2 separate regions of the Sus scrofa genome follow, and region 1 is linked to region 2. A link is a contact called in public Hi-C data. All regions are on one chromosome and are shown on one strand. The core of a region is the stretch at or near the end of the contact, and the rest is flanking DNA. Distances in the headings are between cores, read along the strand shown.

Region 1 (2,700 bases), core at 24-2,523, 570 kb before region 2:
GTGGCGTTCAAGACTCCTACCCTCAAAACCCCTTAACTTAGTGAGGCCTGAGCCCCAGAACAATCAGACAACAAAATAAATAGTTCTCTGGATCAGACCTATTTCATAGGTCATTTTCATTTGTATCTCACAGTAGTTCCACAGCAGCAAGTTAATAAGTATCAGGAAGCTTGGCTTTGTTGCTTAGCAGCCATGTGACAGTGGGCAAAAAACTCTCTGGACTTCAGTCTCCTTACTGATCGAATGGGGGTGTTGATAATAGTATATAGGGTGGTTGGGAGATTTAAATGGAATATAAACTAAGCCTATAGGAAAGCATCTCCTATAGACTCTGGGCAGTCAGTAACATTTGCTTTTACCGGCAGCTCCATCCCAGGCCAGGAGATGATAAATACTGGTAAGGAGAAGGGCAAGTTAATCCTGGGAAAGCCATGGGCAGTGAAAAATTGGAAAGGCTGGTTAAAACTAGATCGACAAGGGCCTCAATTACATGAACCATAAAAGCAACCTTTTAAAAAATAATTGGATGCAGTAATGGATGTGAAAGGAACTGGAGGCAGTTAGGTTGCCATTCCTGCCAACGATCCAAAGGACCGGTTTAAAACATTGACCAAAATGTTTGCAAAATTTTTAATAAACATTCCTACCCCCTCATCCTTATAATTTACCTTATTTATGTAAGGTGAGGTTATCTAAGACTATATTCCCAGCCATCCTCGAATTTCACTCCTAACCAGCTGCAAACAATTTAGAGAAAACGAAAAAGAGAGGAAGCTCCTCGTCCAAATCGAAAAACAAATCTAAAAATAGCCTGCCCCCTTTCCGGGCTCGGGTTGAAGGGTCTGACCGAGCTCCACCCGAGCACGTGTTCCTCACAAACCTTCCCAAGTCCCCCGGCCCTGGTGCTTCAGGAGCATCGAGACTGGCTCTACGGGAGTCCGAGACCGGCTCTAGCGGACTCTCCAGAGACCACAAGGATGGTAGGAAAGAGGGGGCGACTACGATCCCCCAGCGTCTCTTGAAGATACCCTCCAAATCTTGGGTCACGAGGGAACGAACCCCGGTTTGGTCGCGTGCCTCGGAAGAAGCCCCTCCACCGCAGCCTTTCGCCTTTGGCTAGTAAACCTCCAAGGTGAGCTGTCCCTACTTTGCCCTTACTCACCCTTGGTGTCGGGAGCTCGGCAGGGACACTCCGGCCCCGGCGGAGGCCGCAGGGGAAAGGGCAGCCGGGAGTCGGGAGAAGCCCCGCCCCGGGGCGGCTACGGGGCGGTTCTCGGTGGGCGGGGCTAAGAAAACCCGCCCAACAAGGGCGGGGTTAGGAAAATAGGGGGAGCTGTGGCAGAGGTGATCATACTTCCTAGGGGTTAGCACCCAGAAGAGAAAGGGTAGGTATCCAAACCATCGCTGTGTTGATGAGACACCCATCCCATCCATCCTTACGGATGGAAAGGGCCCTGGGTTTGAAGCTGCTAAAGAGAAAACCTGGCGTGTGGTAGTGAGGCGGTGCTTCCGGTCCGCCCCCACCGAGCTCGGCGGGTTCATCTCACACGTGTGGCGCCTTTCAGTTGCTGCAAGCTCAGCCCACGCTTTTTCCACCTCCCACACAGATCCTCCTTCGGGCTTTCTTCAGCAGTTCTGTCACCCGGCGAATGGATCGTCCACCCACACTGGTCACCTTGGTTTTGGGATCTTTCCAGGAGATTTATGTCCTTCACTCCTATAGCCTAACCTGCGGGACCACATCCTTAGCTGAGCTGCAACAGCCAAAGAAAACAGGCTCGCTCTTCCAAACTTCCTTTCACCGTGGCACACCCAGCCTAAGAGGCCACATCCTTGATCTGGACATATTGCTCACCAAGTTACCAGCATTTCTATTCGACACTAAACAACTAGTTCCCTTGCTGGTTGGAGTCAATATGATTCTGTCCTGCTGAACAGTTGGTGAAGCTGAAGAACAAGGGCTAGAGGAGCAAGACCCAGCAGCATTCCTAAATCCATTCCATAATTCTCCAAATTCCAAAGCCACTTCCCAGCCCCTCCCTAGCATCCTACTGGCTCTGCCCACATATTGCAGCTGACACATTTGTCAGACAAAACCCTGGGAGTTAACCAATGCCCTTGTCATCTGCCAACAATTTTTTTTAATTTTAAGATTTTTGTTTTTTCTATTATAGTTGATTTACAATGTTCTGTCAATTTCTGCTGCACAACGAAGTGACCCAGTCGTATATATATATTTTTTTTTCTCACATTATCCTCTGTCATGTTCCATCACAAGTGACTAGATATAGTTCCCTGTGCTATACAGCAGGATCTCATTGCTTATCCACTCCAAATGCAAATAGTTTGCATCTACTAACCCCAAACTCCCAGTCCATCCCACTCCCTCCCCCTCCCCCTTGGCCATCATCTTTTCTGTAGGTAGTTTTATTTGTGCCATATATTAGATTCCAGATATAAGTGATATCATACGGTATTTGTCTTTCTCTTTCTGACTTCACTCATTATGAGAGTCTATAGTTCCATTCATGTTGCTGCAAATGGCATTATTTTCTTCTTCTTCTTTTTTTTTTTTTTTCCTGTCTCTTTAGGGCTGCACCCATGGCATATGGAGGTTCCCAGCAAAGAGTTGAATCAGAGCTATGGCTCCCAGCCCATGCCAGAGCCACAGCAACGCCATATCCAAGCAGCATCTGCGAC
Region 2 (2,700 bases), core at 9-2,508:
GCTTTCCCTTCCCCCTTCCCGCCGCTCTTCGCTGGATGACGACCAAGGCCTCCTTCCCCTCTGCTGCATCTTCTGGTGCCCTTCTAACCCATCTCCCTGCTGCAAGGATGCGAGATCCTGCTTCCCCGGTTAAACCTCTTTGCGGGCTGCCTTCCTCTCTCAGGATAACCCCAAACACCTTCCCAGGGCTCACAAGACCTGAGCCTGCCCGGCCTAACCAGACCGACCTAATCAGGCACCACTCCTCCCACAGTCTCACTCCAGCCCATTGCTCTCTCTTTCTCTGACACCCCTGCCACAGGGCCTCTGCACTGGCAGCTCTGGAAACCTGAAATGCTCTTTCCCTGCCTCCTACTCTTCCAGGCCTCTCCTATGTCACCACCAATCCCTGACACCTCCTGCCCAGCTAAGTCCCCATTTCTATCTCAGCACCCCGTTTGTTCCCTTTATAGTACTTATTACATACTGTATAATTTGTGACTCTGCATTCCTCCACTGGTTTCCTCATTTTTTGTGGGTTCGCCCCATTAGACTAGGATCTTTGTCAGGGCAGGGGCCATACAATACTGTTCACCATTGTATTCCAGGGGCTCAGCATAAAACCTGGCGCACAGTAGGTACTAATTAAATGCGCTGACTGAACTGAATGCAAGGGAGGTGGCCACCAGAGGTAGTCATGGAAGTGGAAGCTGACTCTACCTACCCCTCTCGTGCCCCTACTTGCAAACAGCAGATTCACCCTTTCTTAAGAGATGAGGCTAGTACCACCCTGGGGGAACCAGAAGGGGCTCCTCCACCGCCTCTGCCCTCCTTCCTCTCCGGTTGGAGAACTCTCTGGCCCCTTCTGGCGGACCCTGGAGCGGCGCCTTTACCACGGGGCAGTGGCCCATGTTCCCCACTCCCACTCCCATCAAGGTCCCTGCGTTGCTGCCAATCATGGCCCTTCCCAAACCGATACTGGTTCCCAGGGGCGGGGCAAAGGAGAGGAGCTTGGAAGGAAGCGGGTGGGTGTGGGCCAGAGGAGTCGATTGGAGAACTGGAAGGGAGGCTGAGGAGGCAGTTTTTCCAGGTATTATAATATCCATGAAGTAAACGCAAATTAACTGAAGGCACCTTTGGAATAAGCAGCTTTTATTGAGGGAGCTGCTGTAATCCTTAAATGGCTTTATTGACCACACGGAGCTTTCCGCTGGGGGAGGGGTGGGTCAGGAACTGCTCCGCAGTGTCCTTGTCCCCACGCGTTTAGATTCCAGACATGCTTCTTGCGGCTAATGGAACGCGCAGGTCCCTAACCTCGGCTTCTGCGGTCCACTCTCTGCCCCCAGCCGAGTCTGGGGAGCCCGCCCTCTGGGTCTGGGATCTACATGCTGAGTGAACCTCAGGGGCTGTGAGCACCCGAGTGTGGCTACTGTGTTAGGGGGCTCCCTGATAGCTACACGTGGGTGTGGGAAACACGCCTGTGCCTGTGTGTAAAGCTGTGGGTGCCCTGTCCGCTGGCGGGTTTGTGTCCATTTACACGCTCCCCTGGGCACAAGCATCGCTGTGTGTGTCTGCACCCTCCCCCCACGTCTCCATCCATCTGTATTCCTCCTCAGGTTGGGGGGAGGGTGCTGGCCTCAGCTGGGGTGTCATGCTTTTTCAAGGACTAAGCGCTTTTATCAGCATGATAATGAACCGATGACACTGGAAGCTCCTGCACTCTGGAGAGAAGCCAGGGAACCAGAAGGAGGCTGGTGGGACTTGGAGGCTCAGGGGCCTCGCTTCTCAGAAAGCCCTTTCCAGCTCCGTTCAGATTTTAGAGGGTAGCAGGACGGGCAAAGGAAGCCCAGAGGACGCTGGAAATAGGTTATCAATATTCCTGGCCTGGCCTGCCTGCCTTTTCCAGAGGCCTCCAATCACTGCTCCTCTTTCTTGCCCTCCCAAAGTACTCGCCTTGACCATGGTTGTGAACTGCAAAGGGTAGGGCTGGCTCCTCCACTCTCCCAGCCTCTGCCCTCTAGCCCTCACCCAAAGCCAAGTCCTGCCCAGAGGTGAAAGGTGGGAGCCAAGCTTAGGTATGGGATAACACCGAATTCTGAGCGGGGCAGGACACATAAGCAGGTCTTGGAACAAAAACTGGAAAGCTGCTCCTTGGACATGCAGCCTGTCAAGGCTAATTGGACTCAATGATTTTTTTTTTCTTTTTCTTCTTCTTCTTTTTTTTTTTTTTTTTTTTTTTTTTGTCTTTTTAGGGCCTCACCGGCAGCACATGGAAGTTCCCAGGCTAGGGGTCAAATCGAAGTTGCAGCCACCAGCCAGCCTACACCACAGCCACAGCCATGCCAGATCCTTAACCCACTGAGCAAGGCCAGGGATTGAACCCACATCCACATGGATACTAGTTTGGCTCGTAACCAGCTAAGCCACAGTGGGAACTCCCTCAGTAATGTTTCATAATGGATTTGGGGCCAGGTGACATCCTTGGGGAAAGGAAAGGAGAGTCCAGAATTTTGCAGAACATTCCACACCAGAGGGACCTGCCTTACACAACAGGACCTTCTCTCACTGGTCAGAGAAGACAAGCAATACCCCCTTCCTAAATTTTGAGAAACTTCGGGCAGATCTGGGCTCACAGCACACAGGGGCTGCTTCACTGCAAAGCTCCCCACCCTGTGTGCCATGAGGCAGCCACTTCCCTCCAAGATGAAGAGCTCCAGCCCC

The links. A called contact is a pair of places that touch in the nucleus more often than the background predicts.
Region 1: a Hi-C map of heart right ventricle shows a contact between it and region 2, with 2.5 times the contacts expected there. The contact joins the promoter of MATR3 here to the enhancer-like site in region 2. A contact is called at or near these places in 11 of 47 Hi-C or Micro-C datasets (alveolar macrophages, embryonic fibroblasts, fetal skeletal muscle and 6 more) and 1 of 2 datasets of contacts at active chromatin or transcription factors (skeletal muscle).

Annotation. Positions count from the first base shown.
Region 1 is chr2:141,178,088-141,180,787 of Sscrofa11.1, reverse strand. It overlaps MATR3 (matrin-3), which reads right to left and starts at 1,273. Exons shown (of 17, transcript XM_021084863.1): 1 at 1,163-1,273.
Region 2 is chr2:140,603,254-140,605,953 of Sscrofa11.1, reverse strand. No RefSeq gene overlaps it. Among named protein-coding and RNA genes, the nearest start is that of HSPA9, 72 kb to the right of the region's middle. Within about 2 kb of position 1,258, at least 7 of the 83 cell types and tissues checked have an H3K27ac peak or open chromatin away from gene starts, as enhancers often do. A contact at or near this core is called in omental adipose tissue, where this site is marked.